2 separate regions of the Mus musculus genome follow, and region 2 is linked to region 1. Evidence: chromatin contacts called from public promoter capture Hi-C data. All regions are on one chromosome and are shown on one strand. Each heading gives the region's core, a stretch centred on a gene start, on an enhancer-like site or on the middle of the called end of the contact. The rest is flanking DNA. Distances are from core to core; before and after follow the strand shown. Region 1 holds the start of Lsm14a (LSM14A mRNA processing body assembly factor). Region 2 holds the start of Etfb (electron transferring flavoprotein, beta polypeptide).

Region 1 (4,987 bases), core at 1,166-3,665:
GATTTTGCGTGTTTCCTGGTTAGGGTTACTATTGCTATGATAAAACACTACGACCAAAAAGCAACTTGGGGGCGTCAGAATTTCTTCCCTTACACTTTTAGGTAACACTCCCTCACTGAGGGAAGCCAGGACTGGAACCTGGAGGCATAAGCTGATGCAGAGGCCATGGAGGGGTGCTGCTTATAGCTTTGCACTCCATGGTTTGCTTAGCTTGCTTTCTTATAGATCATAGGACAACCGGCCCAGAGGTGGCTCCACCCACAATGGGCTGGGTCTTCCCCCATCAATTAGTTTGTTTGTTTTTTTGTTTTTTGTATTTTTGAGACAGGGTTTCTCTGTGTAGCCCTGGCTGTCCTGGAACTCACTTTGTAGACCAGGCTGGCCTCGCACTCAGAAATCTGCCTGCCTCTGCCTCCCAAGTGCTGGAATTAAAGGCATGTGCCACCACTGCCCGGCCCACAACCACTTTTCAATATTGCCCCAGTGAGGATTAAACTTTACATGAATTCTTGGGAGACACATTCAAACCATCGCAGACACAAACCTTGGGCCCCAGAAGACCCTAGGAACCATGAATAAAGACAGTTTGTTGGGGGTGATGGGGAGAGAGGAGAATAGATACAGTAACGGAGAAATTATCAAATTGGCAATTAAATGTACTATGTAATTGGGACATGGAGTACAGCTAGTTCCATCACCAGCTAACACCATGGAATAAACCCAACAGAGATGGCAGTGATGTGGTTGGTATGTGTGAAGCCAGGAGATGTGAGAGATGTAAATTTGAGAGTTAGGTATCATCAGTTTATAGAAACTGACAAGGGAAAGAATGTGTTCACTATGGAAGAGAAGGCAACATTGGTCTGAGACCTACAAAGGGAAGACTCCAAACGCAGATTTGCACACCAAATAATGACTGTATGCTGAAGCAGGGACCCCCTTGAAGCCACTGGGCACCAGTCACAGCTCAGCTCATCAATCTTCTCTCCTGCTTTCCCGGAACACGCAGATAATCACCATGCATTGGCTCAGCGCACCAGACATCCTACTTGCTGCCTGTGTTCGGCTCTTATCCCAGTTGTTCACTCTTGCAGCAAATGTCTACCGAGCAGCTGTCCTGGGCCGGTTGCTACACTTGGCCCCAAGGATGATGCAAACAGTGTCTAAAACCAGAAACCCTTCCTCAAAATATTTGCATTCTAGCCAAGAAGGGAGACAAACACTTATGACTAAATAGACAAATGCGATGGGGGGTAGGGAGGGAGCAAGGCAAGAAGAGGGGTGTAAAGCGAGATCTACTGTAGTTTTGTAAATACATCACCTCTTAGGGCAGCTTTGAGCAGAGTATAATGAACTGTGGAAGCTGTGAGAAGAAGGGATGCTTGGAACAGTATGGAGCTGTGTAACAACAAATTAAATCATCCATGCCCTCATAAGCCAAACTAGGAAGTCTGGTTTTCACCTTGTGTAAAATGTAACCTGTGGAGCGCACTGAGTAGACGGATGTTATCTTGAGTTGAACAAAAGTCCAAAATCTCTTGCTACTTGAACATGATTCCCCCTGACTGCTGTGTTAAGAAAAACCTAGTAGGGGTAAGAGAAATAGAATTCTTCGGGAGCTACTGCCAACAACTCTGGCCAGGGTAACTGAGGCGTTATATAGAGCTGTACGGATGGAGACGGTCCAGCCTGAACAGACAAGATTTATAGTTAGGACAGGTGTGGAGGTGTAAGACAATCCAGGACTGGGGTCTTAGCTACTAAGCAAACGTTCCCGGTTCATAGTTACCTCCGAGAACAAGCTAGAGGGACGAGTTTGGAGTAAAACCGAAGAGTTACATCTCTGGATGCAAAGTTTTAAGATGCCAATTTGGTATCCGATCGGAGAGATGATCGTTATTAAGAAAGTGGAGCTGACATTAAGTGATCAAAGCGGCAGAGAAACACTTGGACTGGTGTTTCTTGCATAGTTAGTGACCGGGAACATCTTGAAAGCTAGGACACGGATCAAGCCGCATAAAAAGGGTTGGACTCAGTTTGGGGGACAGAGTCCCAGAGCCTCCCGGAGCGGCAGCCCTTGGAGTGTGAGACTCCTCAGGCGAAGATGGCTGCTCTGGCGTTTACAGTGAGAGTTCCGTGGCCCGCGGAGAGCGGCTCCGGAGCTGGGAGGCGACCGCTTACAAAGACTCTGGGCTCGTACCAAAGTGCAGCCCGCCTAGAAATGGCAGAGGCCGCAGTCAGCATCACCAGGCGGGATGGGCCCTCGTCTAGTCTTCCCGCGACATCTAGGTGCCGTGAAAACCTTCCACGTCGGGAGCGCAAGCCAAGCGCTCTGGGCCGCCGCGGAAAGAGCCCGGGACCGTCCGTGAGCTCGGCGAGTCTCGCGAGAAAGCACGCCGCCTCGCCCTCCCGGCATGCCCTGCGCCGCCGCCGCTGCTGCCGCCGCCGCCGCCGCCGCGCCGCGGTTTGAGGGCGGGAGGCTGGGGGAGGGTAAGCGGAGCCGGCGCGGCCGCCATGTTGGTTCTGAGGCGGCTGCTGTGAGGCGCCGACGGAGGGAGCGAGCGAGCGGGCGGGCGGGCGGAGCGGCGGGCGCAGCGCGGGATCTGACTGAGTGCGAGCGGCGGGCGACGGCGGCGGCGCCATGAGCGGGGGCACCCCTTACATCGGCAGCAAGATCAGCCTCATCTCCAAGGCGGAGATCCGCTACGAGGGCATCCTCTACACCATCGACACCGAGAACTCCACGGTAGCCCTCGCCAAAGGTACGGCGGGGCGGGCCTCGGGGTTTTGGGGGGCGCGGGTAGAGCGCCCCGCCGCCCTCGCGCTCTTCTCCCTCTGCGGTCCTCACGGGCCTCGCTCCCTCCCGGCCCCCAAGCGACAAGGGCCGGGCTGCGGCCTCCCCGGGCTCCCCGGGCTGCTTCCTTTCCCCCGAAGCTCCGCGCCTTCCATCCGGGGAACGAGTGCGCGGCGCCCGGGGCGGGGCGATGCTAAAGTCCCGGGAACCAGCCGGAGAACACACCCAGGTTCGCGGCTTCCAAGACCGAAATTCGGTCGTTCCTTCTTCGGAAGCGCCGAACAAAGCCGGAGGAGTCGAAGAATCTTGACGCCTACCTCGAGATGAATGCGGATGTGTTGATTCCTCGGGCACCCATTTTCTCAGCGTTCTTCGTCTGGGTCGGTGGCGACGGTTGTCGAGTGAACTCCTAAGGAGTGTGCTCCAAACTTTGGGTTTGCGCCGCAGACTTGTGATCTCGAAAGGCCGTTTCGTACCGTCCAGTCGATCGCATCCCGTTTGTCTCCTCTGTGATTGTTACCTGTTATGCCGGAATTCTTATGCAACCGAAGGGTGCGCGTTAAAATGCTTGCTTGCTGTCCCCATGGGCCAATTTTCTGGAACCCTGGTAGAAAGGAAAGTTTAAGTTTTGATGATCCGGGACTCTTGTACACACTTCAGAGCGAGTACTATCGGGGCGCTGACCGACTCCGCTGTACTTGGGGAGAGGAAGTTGTGTGGAAGGGGATCCCCCCCTACTTACCCCAACCCCATAGTCTGTACAGTCGATACAGTCAATTTGTGGGTTTTGTTTCCGTTCACGCGTGCTAGTGACAGGAAGGCACAAAGAAAATAAACTTGAGTTTCTGATCCTAGGGGAAGTCTTATAACAGTTTCTGATACCAGGGAGGTCTATTTTCCTACCACACCTAGTAGAATTGTTAAGAACTAAGTATGCTAGGAAAAAAGGTCCTAGGGATAGCAAGATTCTAAATCTAAAAGCATTTTTTATAGATGCTTCTTTTAACAGTTTCAGTTTCTTGAATTATACCTAATAGGGGGTAGGGGTGTGGCTTGATTGACAGCTCTTCTCTAGCAAGTGGGAGATCTGGGTTCCCTCCCCAGAACCACAAAAACAAAGCTTAAAAAAGGGACACTATAAAAGAGTAGGGTGATGTTTTCCACAGTTGCATTGTGATACTTACATAACTTTTGGCAATTTACTTAAAAAAAAAAATCCTTGAATCAAACACTGAAAAGTCAAGGAGTCTGCTTTTTAAAGAGCAGTATGAGGCTTGGTGCTGTGACACTCCCCTGTAGTCCCCGATATGCAAAATCAGGGCTGCTAAAGCAATACAGCTAGGTCATCTCAGTCGATGCTTAAATGCATAAAACCCGGTTGGCTCCCCAGTGAGAAAAACCGAGTGTGGGTGGTGCATGCCTGTGATTCCACCAGGGAGGTCGAAGCAGGAGGTCAGGCATTCAAGATCTGCCTGGTACACATGAAACCCTCTCAAAGAAGGCCAAAACTGAGACTCCAGGAACTACCCCATAACTTTCTCTTTGCCTTATGGAGTTTTGTAACACATTGCCTCTTAAAGAACCTGCTTTCATCTTTGTAGATGTTCACTATACTTAAGGATGTATGATTCTCCTTAGTAATTACTGAAGCCTTGACTAATAGTGTGAAGCTGGGCTTGGTGGTACGGGCCTTGGTGCCGGCGTTCAGGAGATTAGTGCCAGGTGGATCTGAGTTCCAAGCAACCCTCATCAATTTAGAGAGTTCCAAAACTTCCGAGTGAGACACTGCCTCAAAAACAAATGAGAGTTGACTGTGATGTCCTTAAACAGCTTGATGGTGTTAGTTTTAATGACTTTATTAAAGGGTGGGTAAAGCTCTCACCAGGTGTTCTACACACTGGTTGAGAACAGTATTTCTCGCTGAAGTGTTTTTGTAGAGGTTTGGGGATTATTCTTTGCATGGTCTCATGTAGCTTGGGCTGGCTTTCGTCAAGGATGACTTTGAAATATTGATCTGCCAGCTTCCAATTTGAATTCCTAGTCCTCTAGCCACCGCCTATGTGCTAGGATTGTAAGGCATGAGCCAGACTTAATAACTTTTTAAAAAATATTTTTTATTCATATGTGTGTGGTCTGTGTGGTGCTAAGTGCATGTGAGTACTGGTACTGGCAGAAGCCATAGGTGTCAGATAC
Region 2 (4,717 bases), core at 1,240-3,739, 9.1 Mb before region 1:
TGGGAACTGACAGTCCGTGGGTTCTGACATTGAGTGTTAGGAGAAAAGATGGTACCTAAGTCTGGCCCAAGTAACCAGATGATGAAAAGATGGTATCAGGAGTCAGGGTAGCAAGGTCTGACTCACTGCCTTTCTCAAAGAGGGTATCATCAGACACTGGATGTGAAGTAGGAAGCTTGCACAGTGTGAGAGGGAAGTGCCATGACCCTAAGAAAAGAGGACACCATGCCGTATTCACCTTTAAGCTCTCGGTTCATACTGGAACACAGCCTAGCTGACCATGGGCCAAGCTTTGCACTAGGAGGCGCTGGGATTAGAGTTCATTCAAGGTGGTGAGGGTACTGGGTACGGGGTTGCAGGCCCAGCATCAAAGCCAGTTGAGAGGTTGAGGATGTAGAGTCTGAGGCCAGCCTGGGCAATTAAACGCCTCAGAATAAGATGTAGAGACCCAGGAGTGATAGTAGACAGCTGTAATCCCATCACTCAGGATGTAGAGGCAGGAGGATCAGGAGTTCAAGGCTATCCTCGACCTCTTAGTGAGTTCCAGGCCAACCTGGACTAAATAAGACTGTCTCTAGGGGCTGGGGAGATAGTTCAGTAGTTAAGAACACTTGGTGCTCTTTTAAAGGACCCAGGTTCAGTTCCTGACACACCCATCAGGCAGCTCACGATTACCTATAACTGGCTTCAGGGTTTGCTAATGCTCTACTCCAGCTTGCAGGGGCACCTATACTTCTTCTATGTGCATATCCACACACATAGGCCTAATTAGAGGAGACTGGAGAGATGGCTCAGTGGGTAAGAGCACTTCCAGGGGACCTATGCTATGGACATCGTAGCTCACAACTGTCTGTAAACACTAGCCCCAGGGTATTGGACACCTTCACGCATGCATGCATGCAAGCAAAACATCCATGCACATAAAATAAAAATAAATAATAAATCATTTTAGAAATTTAAATTATAATAAAAATACCTTGTCAATAATAATAATAATTTTAAAAATAAAATGGAAAAAGACTGGAGCTATAGCTCAGTGGTGCTGGTCTGGCCTAGCACTTGGAAGGTCATGGGCTTAATTCCCATCAACACACACACACCCAAATAAATAAATAAATAAACAAACAAATTAATGGTGGTTGAGTTGCCCACAAACCCACATGTATCTCAATAAACCTGGAAGCACCATCTCTGTCACAGGCTGTTAGAAGCCACCTCAAGCCAACCCGTTTTCTCTCTAGCAAACAGGCAGAGAGTCAGACTTGCCCAGACTCCTGATTCTTGCTGCTTACCCAGCTTGGGGGCAGGGGGCAGGCATCTGGCAAGTAACAGGGCCTCCACGGGCCTGGGTTTCCTCAACCACCCTGTTCGATTGAGAGTACAGAAGCTGTACAAAGGGATCAATCTCTGTACAGGAATTATATCTGCTGGTGCTTTGTGCCGACTTCCATGTGTGCTGTCTGGGTCATGGACATTAAGTCTGAGTCTGTCTCCTGAATCCTTCTTGTCTCATTCCTCAACTGCGGTACGTAGATGGTGGTATTAAATGATATAGCCCGTTTTTACCTATCTCAGAGGGTCTCTTGGGTGCATCTTCCTTATGCTAGGAAATTTGAAGGACACAAAGGGGGATCACAGGACAATGGGGACAGACAAACATGAATTGCCACCATCTTTTTTTCAGTACAGATTAGGCTAAGCATTGAGAGACTGGCCTGGGAACCCAGTCTGATTCAATGCTGGCTACAGCAGCTTCTCTCTGAGGAGAACCCAGGGCCTCAGGGGTGCTGCCCTCAGACTGCTCACGGACACTCCAAAGTCTTAGTTAAGCTGGCTCCTTTGAACTTGCTTCTCCAGCAAGCACAGGTCTCCTTCCCTTCCTAAATAAAAAACTGTCGACAAGCATCCCATGGCTATATGGGTGAGGCGCTTTCTGAGTCCCATGGAACCAGATGGCTCTCCATGTGGCTGTACATTTAGAGCAGACAGTGCAGCCTGCAAGGTAATGAGTGATGAAACCGCAGGCCCCACATAGAATTCTCTATTCTGATTCTCTCTTGCTAAGTGCCAGTTTTGTGCCTCAGTTTCTCCACGTGTTAAATAGGGACCATGACTCCTCCAGCCCACAGTTATCAAGGGACTGAGAGAGAGGGGAAAAGGGTCGTCACCTCAGAAGGATCTGATTGTCAAAATCTCACAGCCCTTGATTTTTGCTCCAAGTATGACTGACGTCGGGTCAAAGGGCAATAGAAATTGACTTTTGAAAGGTTCTCTTATGTGGGGCACGCTCCTGCTCTTGGACGTTCATAGCTGCGGTCTCAGGGTGCTGGGACCTAGTCGGGGTGGGGAAAGTCACCTTCACAGCGAAGTCGATGACCCTCTTGACAGCCACGAGCGCGCGCAGCTCCGCCATCTTCCTGCAGCAGTCACTGGCCGGGTCAGGTTGCTCCTAATCCAGATAGTCACACACTCCGCCCCGTATCTGTCTCTGCGCCTGCGCGCCGCAACACCGACCAATCAACCGTCGCACAACTCAGAAAAAGCCAATAGGAAGCGGAATTCAGGGAGAGGCGGGGTCCACGGCGGACCGCTGGGTGGAGGGGGCGTTGCACAGAAGTAGGGGAAAGGGCATTCCTAGGAGTGAAGTTTGCTGAGGGCTTATTTATCCTAATGCTCTCCTCGTAACTCCTGTTGTCCCCAGATCTGCAATTCACTTCTAGATCCCTCCTTTCTCAGCACTCCAAGCCCCCATGTCTGTGTTCCCACGCGCACCCTGTGCCTTTTTTCCTACGCCCCCAAGGCCTTCCTTCACTTGCTTGCCGCCGCATTCTTTCTGCAGATTCCCTCCTTATCCTTGCGTCTACACTTTACTTCCTTGTGATTTTCCCGTGTCCGCTCATCCCCACCTCCTCCCGCGACTGCGTGCTTTATGACTCTCCCGAGTCCCATATTCTCTCCCCGTGCATTCCCCGGGTGCGCTCGTCCCCGCCCCTTCTTCTACGCCTACATCCGCTAGGACTACCCGGTGTCAGCTTGTCCCTACACCCTCTCCCTGCTTCCGCATCTGCAAATCCCCAGGGTACACACCTCGTTACAGGGTTCAAGTCTCCGTTCCTACCCTCCCACATTCCTTCTGACCTCCTTAACTCTCTACAAGCCACTTTATCCGTGTCTCTGTAGTCTCCAAGCTTCTGTCTCTACGTTCCGCAGAAAAGCACGCAGGGGCGAGGCTAAAAGCCATTCCTTTATTCTGCCCCAGGCAGGCCGCATTCATAGGCATACCGGGAATCCGCTGATGGCTTCGGTGCTCTGCAAGATCATGTCGGCAAGCAGAAAGCAGAAGCCTGGCAGGAAGGGAGTACAGAGCCCGGGGAAGGAAGGTGGGCTATGGGGCGGATGATCTGGCCTGCCTGGGAGCTAGGGATGGGGGTTCCAAGGGCGTTTCCATCGGGTGTCTTGGAGTGCAGGGGCGGGGAAGTCACTGGAAGTTATTGTGGACTTTGCTAGGAAGAATAGGTGACTGGGAAGTTTCTGGGGAGGGGAGTCCTCTAGAGGGGTAGTCTCCACCCTCTTCCCCTCGTGCTGGTTACCCGCAATAAACAAGAAGGGTAAAGCCAACCATCCGAAAAAGTAGGACCAGGAGAAGAAGACTTCTGGCTTCCAGGCATTCTTTGAAGTGTATACGGCCAAGGCAATCAGCAGCAGCAACCCTGGGCCACGCCCACCCGTCAGGTGAGCGTGGCCAGGTAGAAGCTGCACCCAAGCCCACCCCTCAGAACTGCCCTTGTCTCTGACTTATCAAACCACGCCCAGCTTCCCTTTGGCTTCACCTTCGTGGGCTTCTTGCTCCTCCTCTTTTCTTTTTTTATTAAAAATAGATTCTTCCTTTATACAATCTATCCCGACCACAGTTTCCTCTCCCTCAACGTCTCCCAGCTTCCCTCATCTCCCCTCCCACACTTCCTCCTCTTCAGAGTAGAGTAGGTCTCCAAGAGAGGACAGTCAAACAGGACAAAAAGAGATACAAGGAGACAAGGCAAAAGCCCACGGAGGATGGGCAAGAGAACGCAACAGGAGGCGAAGAGTCCCAAGAGCAGAAGAAAAGAGTCAGAAACATCCCCACTGTCAGCTGCCCCCTGGCCCCTCCCATTTCTAACCATGGCAGTCAAACTCTCTCGGCCCAACTCCTTCAGAATTGCCACCACCACCAGCACCACCACCACCCCTCCTACATAGGGGTGACTGCCTTCTCACCGCTGAGGAAAAGTAAGACAATGGTATTCTGGCTACGTCGTGACTCTGCCTCTCGACACTGAATCCTTATCCCGATCCCCAAAGCTACAATACTGAAGGTTGCTGCCAACACCATGCACGCTGCGGACACTGCCACGGTGTCTGGAGAGACAGGGTAGCATCAGCTAGACGCCTTGGTGCCATGAAAGAACATCCCTGGGCTCTTCTGGCCATCCTCACCCCTACACACACACACACACACACACACACACACACACACACACACACACACACCATGAGTATCTAGAGCTCATCTGACTGCATTTTGGAAACAGGTGTTCCTATGGGAACGGAGGACTTGGTAGGGAGAGGACAGCAAGGCAGGCCTGGGGAGAAAGAGCCTTTGGGTAAAGGACATCTGGGTCTGCGCCTGGTATGGAAGGCCCATCTGGAGCTAGGGGTAGGGGTGGGCTCTGGAGTGTGG

What was found. Promoter capture Hi-C pulls out the DNA fragments that hold promoters and counts their contacts.
Region 2: a promoter capture Hi-C map of second pharyngeal arch cranial neural crest shows a contact between it and region 1. The contact joins the promoter of Etfb here to the promoter of Lsm14a in region 1. A contact is called at or near these places in 3 of 39 promoter capture datasets (cranial neural crest, maxillary cranial neural crest and second pharyngeal arch cranial neural crest) and 1 of 484 Hi-C or Micro-C datasets (CD8 T cells).

The regions. Positions count from the first base shown.
Region 1 is chr7:34,387,133-34,392,119 of GRCm38.p6, reverse strand. Lsm14a (LSM14A mRNA processing body assembly factor) reads left to right here and starts at 2,415. Exons shown (of 11, transcript NM_025948.3): 1 at 2,415-2,762. The coding sequence starts at 2,642. Gm12764 (predicted gene 12764) reads right to left here and starts at 3,507. Exons shown (of 2, transcript NR_169160.1): 1 at 3,112-3,507.
Region 2 is chr7:43,441,844-43,446,560 of GRCm38.p6, reverse strand. Etfb (electron transferring flavoprotein, beta polypeptide) reads right to left here and starts at 2,489. Exons shown (of 6, transcript NM_026695.3): 1 at 2,357-2,489. The coding sequence starts at 2,413. It overlaps Cldnd2 (claudin domain containing 2), which reads right to left. Exons shown (of 5, transcript NM_028849.1): 3 at 4,255-4,395; 4 at 3,591-3,710; 5 at 3,241-3,344. The coding sequence ends at 3,271.